Linked DNA regions of Sus scrofa: region 1 is linked to region 2. The links are chromatin contacts, called in public Hi-C maps. All regions are on one chromosome and are shown on one strand. The core of a region is the stretch at or near the end of the contact, and the rest is flanking DNA. Distances in the headings are between cores, read along the strand shown.

Evidence for each region. A called contact is a pair of places that touch in the nucleus more often than the background predicts.
Region 1: a contact with region 2 is called in a Hi-C map of alveolar macrophages, with 4 times the contacts expected there. The contact joins two enhancer-like sites. A contact is called at or near these places in 1 of 5 promoter capture datasets (liver), 24 of 47 Hi-C or Micro-C datasets (alveolar macrophages, blood, brain and 15 more) and 2 of 2 datasets of contacts at active chromatin or transcription factors (alveolar macrophages and skeletal muscle).

Annotation. Positions count from the first base shown.
Region 1 is chr5:58,260,809-58,266,946 of Sscrofa11.1, reverse strand. No RefSeq gene overlaps it. Among named protein-coding and RNA genes, the nearest start is that of ATF7IP, 110 kb to the right of the region's middle. Within about 2 kb of position 4,861, at least 4 of the 83 cell types and tissues checked have an H3K27ac peak or open chromatin away from gene starts, as enhancers often do. A contact at or near this core is called in alveolar macrophages, where this site is marked.
Region 2 is chr5:57,878,385-57,884,398 of Sscrofa11.1, reverse strand. It overlaps GUCY2C (guanylate cyclase 2C (heat stable enterotoxin receptor)), which reads right to left. Exons shown (of 27, transcript NM_214105.1): 18 at 4,304-4,441; 19 at 3,434-3,522; 20 at 878-969. Among named protein-coding and RNA genes, the nearest start is that of GUCY2C, 59 kb to the right of the region's middle. Within about 2 kb of position 3,303, at least 15 of the 83 cell types and tissues checked have an H3K27ac peak or open chromatin away from gene starts, as enhancers often do. A contact at or near this core is called in alveolar macrophages, where this site is marked.

The DNA.
Region 1 (6,138 bases), core at 3,612-6,111, 380 kb before region 2:
TTAATCACATTGATGCTTAAGTAAAAATGTAGATAAGTGACCCAAAAGGAAGGACTATGGTTGTACAGGAGTGTAGACCAATGATTTAAGGTTAGCTCTGATACCAGCTATTCTCAGGATTAGATTCATGTACTGCATCTAGATAAATTTAGTATTCTTTGTGATCCACACAGAAAGAAATTCTATGTTTTTCTAACTATAAGGGAATATATTTACACTAAGTAATAAAAAATTAAAAAGTAAAAAAGAAAATTACCCACAATTGCATAACCAAGTTAATAACCATTTCAATAGCATATGTTTGTATGTGTATTATATGCACATAACATACATATATTTAAATTATTAAAATTATCATTACTATACTATAGATAACAATTTCCAACTAATTTTTATTATATATATTTTATTATATATTATATCTTATTATATTTTTTTTCTTATATATACATGTTTTTTTAATTTTTTTTAGGACTGCACCCACAGCTTATAGAAGTTCCCAGGCTAGGGATTCAATGGGAGCTGCAGCTGCTGGCCTACAACACAGCCACAGCAACACCAGATTTGACCTATACCCCAGCTCACAGCAAAGCCAGATACTTAACTCACTGAGAGGGAACAAGGATCCAACCTGAGTCCTCATGGATAGCAGTCAGGTTCTTAACCTGTTGAGCCACAAGAGGAACTCCCTCTTATTATTTTGAACTTTTCCTGCGGGAATATCAGAGATTAGTGCTGCCACCAAAAACTTGAAAGGTTCTAGGGTAATGAATCCTATTATATTACCATTTAACATGGTGTAGCATGTTCAGAAGACAGAAGTATCTTGGAGAATGACTATGGATTATCAAAATTAATTAGGTGGTGATTTCAATTGAAGCTACTGTTTCAGATTTGGCTTCTTCAGTGGAATGAATCAATGCAGTCCCTTCCAGTCTGCAGCTATTTACATGCCATGTGCTTATTTCTATATAACAAGGTATAAAGATAACCAGGGAGTTCCCGTAGTGGCGCAGCAGAAACAAATCTGACTAGGAACCATGTGGTTGTGGGTTCAATCCCCGGCCTTGCTCATTGGGTTAAGGATCCGGCATTGCCATGAGCTGTGGTGTAGGTCAAAGACACGATTTCGATCCCGAGTTGCTGTGGCTCTGGCTAGGCCAGCTGCTACAGCTCCGATTGGACCCCTAGCCTGGGAACCTCCATATGCTGTGGGAGTGGCCTTAGAAAAGATAAAAAAAATAAAATAAAATAAAATAAAATGATAATCAGGAACAGTTTCCTTTCACCTGGAAGGGTCAGCAACATACTTTTGAGGTTTTAAAACCTCAGTTGTCTGTGTTAATTTTCTTGCTCTCTGCCATAATCTAATCGAGCCATCTGCATATTATAAGCCACAGGCCAAATCCAGACTGCCACTTACTTTGTATGGCTCATAAGCTGAGAATGTTTTTGTTTGCTTGTTTATTTGTTTGATTAAAGAGAAGTTCCCAGGTTAGGGATCAAATCCAAGACACAGCTGTGACCTACATCACAGCCACACCACCAGATCCTTAACCCACTGTGCTGGCCTGGAGATCGAACCCGAACTGCCACAGAGATAATGCCAGATGCTTAACTTACTATGCCACGGTAGGAACTTCTGGTTTTTATATTTTTTAATGACTGAGAAAGATCCAAAGATGAATAATACTTTATAACACATGAAAATTATATGAAATTCAAGTATCACTGTTTATAAATAAAGTGTTATTAAAAACATAGCCACACTCACATGCTATCTGTATTACGATGACTGTTTTCGCACTATAACCACAGAGTTGAATAGTTGCAACATATGGTTCACAATGCCTAACAGATCCACTATCTGGCTTTTTACAAAAAAAAAATGTCAACCTTTGATCTAGTTTACAGAGACCTCGATTATCTGGCGATATCACAGAACAACATGCCAGCCCACAACATGGATGACATCATGCTAAGTGAAAACGAAATGAGCAAGGAATAGTAAGCATCATATTTGCCAGAGTGAGATATTTTGTGGCATGGGATGGGAGGTAAGCCCCATTAGATTCAGGGCCCTGACACTTTAGTGAAGTTTCTAGGGATTAAGTGGTCTGGGTCAAGTTAGAATAGCTCCTCTAAAATAAAGGACAAGTTGCTGAACATTGCACTTCCCACCGAGAAAAAGGAGACACTTTGAGGTTTCTCTTAATTTAGAGGGTAATAAATATTTGAGTGTGCTGCCAGCCTGAATGAGCCCATAAACAAACAAACAAACAAAAAAGCTCTGCAACAGGTCCTGGATACAATGAAGAAGCTGTCCTGTCACTTATGCCTTAGGCCTTGCAGGCTCAATAATACAAAGATTTTCCAGCAGACTGAATGCCACTCAAAGCCACTAGAAAGTGGGAGGATTACAGGGCAGCTATCTGAAGTGTTGGAGTAAAGCCATGTTTCCTTCTGCAAATAACATCTCTTTGGAGAAATGTTCTAGAAATCTAGTGACTCTTGGTAAAAATTAAATGCCTGATTATCAGCCCTCAAATGACCAAGGGAACTGAGCTGCTCAACACAATATTTGTGATGAGACCTTGATTATCTGGAAATATCACAGAACATCACAAATATTGTGTTGAGCAGACACAATGGTCCTCAAAGTATTTATAAATATTGGTCTCCAACATGTACTGAAAGAACAGCTAGTTGCTTGAACAGGTGGTGGCTGATTTCCTGGGCACTTACCCCTGCTTTGTTGCCTCTATTTTCACACCATCTTCCCTCTGTACAGGTCTGTGTTCAAATTTTCTCTTCATGTAAAGACACGTGTCATATTGAACTAGGGTGCACCATAATAATTTCATTTTAACTTAACTGACCCTTTAAAGATCTTATCTCTGAATACAGTCATATTCTGAGGTACTGACATATGAATTGGTTGGGGTGTTCAACCCATAACTCCTGGTTACAATTTTGTATGTGTACTCCTGTTTATTTGGGTCTATATTAACATATGATATAATGAAGACGTATATAGGAACAAATATACACCATGTAAACTTTATGGTCTTTTTATCACAACCAAGGATGATATCCCTGACAAATGGCACAAGTCCCTGAAAGTTAAAGAAAGAGGGGCATCTTTCAAATACAGGGTTTAGTTTACCAATTACAACCATTTTGTCATTTTACCAGGCATTTTCTAAAATCATGTTTATAATTTAATAGATAGGCTTTGCCATTATGGTAAAATACTCATTGGTGACTACAAATAAAAGTAAGACTCCTTTGGAAATGACTATTGTGAAATATGATATTCTGGGTATTTTTTAACCAAGAAGTTACCTGACACTAAGGAAATCTGCCATATTTGGTTACAATCTAATACATTTCTTAGCCTTAGAACTTTGTAAATCTTGATGCCTTCTGGAATTAAATATTAGTATAAACCCTCTTTTTGCTCCTTTCAGGGAACTTCAGAGGGGAGCTGTTTGCTTAAAGATGATTTTTTTTCTCATGTCTTATTGTTGATCATTCTATCTATATCAATTTTTCTGATATTGTGTAAAGTTTTGATCTGATGATTTAGCTATTCCTTTTTATCAAGAAATTTTTCTTCTTTTACATCTGAATCTTTCCTATAAAGATATTCAATACAAGTATTCCATTTGGGTGGGGGGTGGGATGCTTCTAACCACTAAAAGAATAGCAATTATTCTAATATCGGATAATCTTTGGCCTCCATCATTATCCTTCTCTTTCTAACTGCTTTCATCTTTTTTTTTTTTCCCCCTAGGCCCACACCCACAGTATATGGAGGTTCCCAGGCTAGGGGTCGAATCGGAGCTGTAGCTGCCAGCCTACACCAGGGCCACAGCAACGTGGGATCCCAGCCGCGTCTGCAACCTACACCACAGCTCACGGCAACACCAGATCCTTAACCTACTGAGCAAGGCCAGGGATGGAACCCGGAACCTTGTGGTTCCTAGTCAGATTCGTTAACCACTGAGCCATGACAGGAACTCCCTAACTGCTTTCATCTTTATCTCTTTTCTCCAACACTGTTTAAGAACTAATCAGGTCTTAATTTAGTTAACCCTTATCTATGGATAACGCCTACTGTTCCTGTTGTTTTTTTCAGAAGACTAGCAGGGAATATACTCAAGCTGGAGTGATTTAATGAATAGTTAATAAAAGGATCATTTTCAAAATGTTGGGCAGAATGTTGGGTGACCACAGGGAATAGTGAAGGGCTCTAGGTTTCACAACACATAGCTACTGTTACCGTCCTTGGTCATAAAGGACAGAGGACAAAGTGATTACTACTTCCTTTAGATAGAGGGAGATACTTCGGTAAGGCTCCTTGCCAGAAAATACGACTTTCAGTTAAGGAGTAGAGCCCTGTGACCTCATAGGAAGAGGAGTGGGGGGAAATGAACACCTCAGCTTTACTCTCTTCTCTCTCTTTGATTGTCTTTGAATGCTTCCTATTGCCCAGATTCAATCAGAAGTTAAAAGTCAAGGAATTTTATTGATACAGTCCATATAGATCAGTCTCTACCTCCTGGGACACAAAGTAGAGCAGAGAAGAATGGATAATAAATCTAGAGGGACAAAATTAAAATATTTAGTACATCCATTTTACACTCTAGTACTACACCATTCTGACTCCAGCAGGAGGTTGTTAGGAAATATATAAATATCCAAGTCTTTTCAAACTAAACACAACAAAAGAAAAAGAGAAAATGAAAACTTTTTAAATCCACATGCCACATTCCTTTTGGAAACCACTGTATATGAACTGTAAGCTTCTTTGATTGCTACAGTGCATGAATGCATCCAGGAGATGGCAGCATTGGTAAAGTATAGCACTATTTAGAAATGTTTAAGGTATTTTCCACAACTGTCACTGCTAACTTCCTAAATGGGAATAACCTATTAAATGAACCGTTAGTCCTAAATAACGAAATGCAGAAATACTTAACTATTATCAAATAACAGCATGGCTCTAGGAAGGTGATTATTCACAAAAGTACATATATCCCAGGACTTAACTGATAAAACTCCTCAAATTCGGAAGGTCCCATTGCAGTTCAGCGGTAACAAGCCTGACTAGTATCTGTGAGGATGTGGGTTCAATCCCTGGCTTTGCTCAGTGAATTAAGGATCTAGCATTGCCGTGAGCTGTGATGTAGGTTGCAGACATGGCTCAGATCCCTTGTTGCTATGGCTGTGGAGTAGGCTGGCCGCTTGTAGCTCTGATTCAACCTCTAGCCTGGGAACTTCCATATGCCAGGGGTGTGACCCTAAAAAGACAAAAAAAAATTCCTCAAATCCAAGAGACATATATCTATAAATATAAAATATTATATAATATCTTTATAAAATTTGCATAAATTATTAACTTTTTAAAGCTTGGGTTGTAGATATATAAGAAAATCTATAAACTGTGCTTAAAAGCAAGTTTAATAACTTTTATTCATAAAATATATATAAAGCATCATTTCAGACACAGTGACAAACTACAACCAGAATATCATAGACATAACATCAGCTACGAGAAAAAAGTTAATTTGCTTTGATTTTTATTATTATTATTATTTTCGTCTTTTTAAATTTTCTAGGGCCGCACCCACGGCATGTGGAGGTTCCCAGGCTAGGGATCTAATAGGAGCTGTAGCTGCTGGCCTACGCCAGAGCCACAGCAACACCAGATCCGAGCTGCGTCTGCAACCTACACCACAGCTCATGGCAATGCCGGATCCTTAACCCACTGAGCAAGGCCAGGGATTGAACCCACAACCTCAAGATTCCTAGTCGGATTTGTTAACAACTGAGCCACAACGGGAACTCCTAATTTGCTTTTAAATGTCATTTCTAAACTGCTTTAATCATGCCCAACATTCAAACTTATAAAGTCTTAAAGATTCAGACAGATATTGTCAGTATTTCAGACTAAGCACAGTCTGGCCCTCTAAACCCTCATTCTGCCAAAGAGATAGGCAAACCCAACAAATTAGAATACCGTTGGATTTTTTTTTTTTTTTTTTTTGTCTTTTTGCCATTTCTTGGGCCGCTTCCGCGGCACATAGAGGTTCCCAGGCTAGGGGTCTAATCGGAGCTGTAGCTACCAGCCTA
Region 2 (6,014 bases), core at 2,054-4,553:
TGGCATTGCCCTGAGCTGTCATGTAGGTCACAGATGAAACTAGGATCCCATGTTGTTGTGGCTGTGGTGTAGGCTTGCAGCTGCAGCTCCAATTTGATCCCTAGCCTGGGACTCTCCATATGAAATGGGTGTGGCCATAAAAAACAACAACCACCACCAAAAAAAAAAGATTTTAAAAATTTAAGAAACTTGGGGATCTTAAGAATTATCCAGGGGCTCTGCAGATTTCCATGATTCATACTAGACTTCTAAATCCTAATCACCAGCAGAAGTGTCAGGGAACTCTATTTTTAACAGATATATTTGTTGTTGTTGTTGTTGTTGTTTTTTTGTCTTTCTTTTGTCTTTTGTCTTTTGTTGTTGTTGTTGTTGTTGTTGCTATTTCTTGGGCCGCTCCCACGGCATATGGAGGTTCCCAGGCTAGGGGTCCAATCGGAGCTGTAGTCACCGGCCTACGCCAGAGCCACAGCAACGCGGGATCCGAGCCGCGTCTGCAACCTACACCACAGCTCACGGCAACGCCGGATCCTTAACCCACTGAGCAAGGGCAGGGACCGAACCCACAACCTCATGGTTCCTAGTCAGATTCGTTAACCACTGCGCCACGACGGGAACTCCTTAACAGATATATTTGTGATCAGTCGGAATTTAGTTTCTAATCAGGCAAGTTTTGCCCTCGAATTCTTAACTTTTCAAGTGATTATTTCCCTGAGAAAAATCGTCTGTTAGTCTCTGGATCACTTTAATTCTTTTGAGGGGAATTGCAGTCTGAGATTTTTCATTAGAAAAGACATTCTCACACTTAGCTGCCACTGAGTATCAACTATTATTAGAAAAGTCTGAAATTAGTGAGGAAAAGTAAAAATTTCAGCAATACCCAAATATCTTGGCCAACGTATTCTCAATTTTCTTGAAGTCTGGTCTCTTTTCTGGATCTTCCTCCCAGCAGTTTTTGACAAGCAGATAGACCTAGAAAGGCAGACAAGGCAGATTAACTCAGGGGGCTGTATCCTATCTTATTCTGTTCAGGGATGGGAGAATAGTTTTAAAACATCTCAAAAAACAAACAAAAAAACACAAAGGAGTTCCAAAAGCACAGTGGAAACAATCTGACTAGGAACCACCGCGAGGTTTCAGGTTTGATCCCTGGCCTCTCCCAATGGGTTAAGGCATAGGTCAGCGGCTACAGCTTCGAAGGGACCCCTAGCCTGGGAACATCCATATGCCATGCGCGTGGCCCTAAAAAGCAAAAAAGAAAAAAAAAATCTCAACTCTGACAAAGAGGATGGGATGGCTCAGTTCCCTGTAGCCTCTCTCAGTCACAGCCACCTGCACTCCCTTGCCTCACCCTTCCCTTCAGCCCTAAACTAATAAAAATGGTGGTACTGGTTTTGATGAGGTCAGGTTGATGGGAGATACAAAATGCTTTCCAGACATTTGCAGGGTTTATTTTGGGAAGGGCAATAAATATCGGAGCTCAGTGAGTAAGAGGCCAGTAACTCTAAACGAGAGCGAGGCTCTATGAAATTAGTTTTCAACCATGCCTGATGGTGCAATTGTCGGAGCAGTGTTCACAAAAGTTACGATTTCAGGAGATTCTGAATTAATTGATTTGTGAAGGGGCCTTATTAGGGTCCTCAGATTTAGCTAATACAAATCCAGGACACTCAGGTAAACTTGAATTTCAGATAATGCATGATTCGTTTAGCATAAGTATGTTCCAGTTGTTCCAAGGGCAAAGGCCAATAATCTATACATTTTTAAGTTCCCCAGGTGATGCAATGCCCACTGCAGTGGAGAAGAGAAGCAAGGAAGGGGAGGTACAAGGAAGCCCTTGGAATCATCATCTCCTTTGGTGCCACCTGTTTGCGGCTTTTGTGGGATCAAAAAGCATAATAAAAACCATGTTTTAAATAAAGATCGTTCTTCACTATGACCCAAAACAGGACCACAAATGGTTTGAGAAGCAGTTCCTGTCTGTGCTCTTTGCCTTAATCAAGTCCCCTGGGAGTGACAGGACTAGTCTAGAACTGTGGTTGCCTAGATTCACCACTAGGTGATGCTCTTGCCTGGGAAAACGATCTGCAGGCTACCTGCCTTGGAAAGGAGGGGACAGAAGCTGCAACAGATGGAACAGCAGATGCTCGTCAGGCACTGCCAAGTCATCCAGCTTCAGGCCTGTATGCTTTGGGAACCACCTACCAGATACGGAATCTAATTCCTCACTGCTAATTCCAGAACCAAATCCAGCTACATGTGTGAATTGAGGAGAAGATGCTTTGGTGAAAGAGGTCTTAAGCAACATGTGGATATAAAGACTAGAAAGGAGGGTTTTAGAAGAGAAATGCTGATGTGTAGGGAGGAATCCCAGCATTCAGAAAAGCAAGAGGAAAGGAAGGGAGGAGGTGGTGGCAATTATAGGGGCAGATGGATCTCAGAACCTTGGGGCCACAGCCTGCCTTTAATGTTGACAAAAAGAGAGAGAAGTAAAAATGGCCCATTCCTGCCCAGCAGAGTCTGGCCCTAAACCTCATCTGGCAGGTCGCCTGTAAACTGAAGCAAAATATTTTTATCTTTACCTTTCAAAGAGCAAAAGTGTTAAAAACATGGGTTTTTTTAAAAGACCATAAATATTTTGTGAGCATTTACTTATCATCTCCTGAATTATAAAAGCTCAGAAAAAATTCCCTCCCAAAATTAGATTTTTTTTTCCCCATAGGTCTTAAAGGCCTTTGTGAGAGATTGTTTAAAAAAAATTAAGCAAACAAAGAGAGAAAAATCTCCATTTTCTTCAGAGGAAGGATAGAAAGAGTGAAAGTACATTTCTTTATTGTTTCTAGATGTTGCCATATTTGCTATTTAATCAGCAGGTAATATTTATAACCTTAGTAAGTGTATCACATGGACATTTTACACTTTTAGCTCCTAAACCTTGAGAATGTGACATGTGCGCTTAAGGAACTCTTTCCTGATTTGGGAGTATGGGCGGCTGACAGTAGCTCCCAAGGATGTGTCCCCACTCCTAGAGCCAGTGAAGCTGACCTTATTTAGAAAAAGGGTCTTTGCAGATATGATAAAGGATCTTGTGATGGGGAGGTAATGCTGGATTATCTTGGTGGGCCTGAACGTAGTTGCAAGCATTCTTACAGAAGAGAGAAGCAGAGGGAAAGTTGAAGAGGAGAAAGTGGCCTGGAGGTAGAGATTAGAGGAGGATCCGGAAGCCAAGGAACGTCTAAGCCACCGGAAGCTCCTGGAAGAAGCAGGGAATACATTCTCCCCCCGAGCCACTAGAGGGAGCATGACCTGCCGACAACTCACTGCAGACTTCCGGCCTCCAGAACTGTAAACCAGTATGTTTCTGTTTTAATTCAGTGTGTGTGTGGTACTTTGCTGCAGCAGCCCAAAGACATTCACGCTGGGAGATAGAACTCACTTCCAGTTCTTTTTCCTCTGCTGTTTCCAGGAACAGATCTGGGCGGAAGGGTTTCACCCCGTTGGAATTCTCCACTCTGAAAATCTTCTCTGATGGGATAAGAATAATGCAAATGACAACAAAGAAAGCAGTGTGAAGAAATTTTAGCAGCGGCTGCCAGCCTCTGAATTGGTTCACCGACCCTGGATAGGTCCCCAGTGGGGCTGTGGCAGAGCCTAGGCCAGTTCTCAACAGAGAGAAGTGAACAAATGAAGGAGTCTCCAGGTGAAGGGGTCTTGTGTCCCTTTACACCAGGAGGTCACCTTAAGTTAAGTCTACTAACCCTCTAAAACTTAACTCAGATACACCTGCCATAGGGAGGCTTTCTCTGAGCAAGACGCCAGCTTGCCCCCACTATATCCCTTTACCACCTCCATCCCCCAGAGGGTTAAGAGCTGGCACATAATTAAGTGCTCAGTAAATCGAGGACTGGATGAATGGAATAAAACACTCCCCCCCTGAGGGGACATGTGGCAAAACTACTGATCTGCTTTCAGTAAGAACTGAAATGCCTATGTTGTCCCACTAGAGTGATCTAGTCCAGGTGTGAAACGGGCACAAAGTCTTCTACTGGAATCAAAAGGAAATCAGGAAATGGTAAGGCAAGATTCTTTCAGACACAATAATATGACAGCAGTGGCAGCTGGCAGAGGAATACTGTCCTATGCTTTTCAGAGCCCTCTAACCTTCAGATGCGATGGATCCCTCCAGCTACCCTATGGAGGGCGGGTGTGTCCTTGCTTTTGCTGGGGAGTGGACTGATAGGTGGTCACAGGACCTCAGGGTCTAGGTCAGCCTAGCACGCTGGCTCCCCCCGAGGGTCTCACTCACCCTTCTGGTCCCGACAGCTGAGGGTGTAGAAGGTTTCTCTTCGCAGGATGATCTCCTGGGCGATGATCCCGTAGCTGTACACATCTCCTTTCTGGGAGACGCTGGCTCGGCGTAGGTGCTCCGGGGCCGTCCACAGGTCTGCACATTCAGCAGTGACACGGAGAGGGTGAGGGGTCGAGCCGCTCAGGGGTCTCCAACTTGCTTTTGCTTTTAGGTCCCTCCACCGCGCTAACGCCGGTGACGGGGGCAGCACACATGCTTGCCTTCTAAGCTGACTGTGTAATGCCGGGATTCAGGTGCGGGCATGCAGCAATGCCTTGCCTAAGCTGCTTGACTCAGAGCTCTGAAAACCCTCAAGGTCAACTAGACTAGCACCTGGGGACAGGAAGTGCTCAGTAAACGTCTGTGGGGTGAATGCAGTAGAATCTAAGAGGCTGAGCATTTAACAGCTTACAGAACATGTGGCATAAACAGAAAAGCCTTCATAAATATTTTAAAATCATGTATTTATTTTATGTAATATAAAAGACTATATATACATATATATAGTACATAATTTTTACAATATAAAATTAACTATAAATTATATATAAATTATATGGTTTATATAATTATAAATATAGATATAGTTTATATAATTATATAATTTATATAAAATGTATAGTTCATAAGCATTATATAAATATAAATATATTTATTTATATAATTATATATAAATATATATAAGTATAAATATATACTATATGTAATAATATAAGTATATATATTATATACATATGATATATATATTTATTAAAAACAAATAAAAAGAGCACTTTTTTTGTCTTTTTAGGGGTGCACCTGTGGCACATGGAGGTTCCCAGGCTAGGGGTCCAATCAGAGCTGTAGCCGCCAGCCTACACCACAGCCACAGCCATGATGGATCTGAGCCACATCTGTGACTTACACCACAGCTCAGGGCAACACCGGATCCTTAACCTACTGAGGGAGGCCAGGAATCAAACCCGCGTCCTCATGGAAGCTAGTCAGGTTCACTAACTACTAGCTACGAGGGGAACTCCAAGAGAGCACATTTAAACAAAGAGACCATCACTGATATTTTTCAGGTGTGACACGCTGGCAGCCACAAAGTCAGCTATCACCTGGAGATGTGTTTTATTTATCGCAGTGTTCTTTAAACAAATTAATGCACACAATTTGCCCACGTTTTACTGTTGTGCCTGCTCTGTCCATCTAGTTCACTTCACATGAGTGAAGCACTCCTGGGTCCTGTGTTTGGCTCCTCGAAACACTTGGGGTTTGGACCCCATCACAGATCTTGTTTATAATAATGGGTATACAATTAATTTTCCATCCCTTGGAAATTTTCCAGGATCCCTTAGCTCCTGGTAGACTTTTTGAGATTTCTACCTTCAGCAGTTTCAATGAAACAAAGCTATACATGCGTGTGTTTAGGCACATGACATGCTTATAATGAAGAACATTTTCGTCATTTGGTTTTCCATCCAACTGTTCACTGCCTTTTGGAATTTGTCTCATGAGTTTATATGGCTTGTTCTTGGACTTGTAGGAAAGAGAAATAAATCTACTTATGCTCAAGTTCCAAGATAGGTAAATGGATGCAATCCACCAACCCCACAGATAGGTAAATGGATGAAGTTCAGGAGGGTAGGATTTGACCCGCAGTTTGTCTGATTCTGTGTCATGGTGA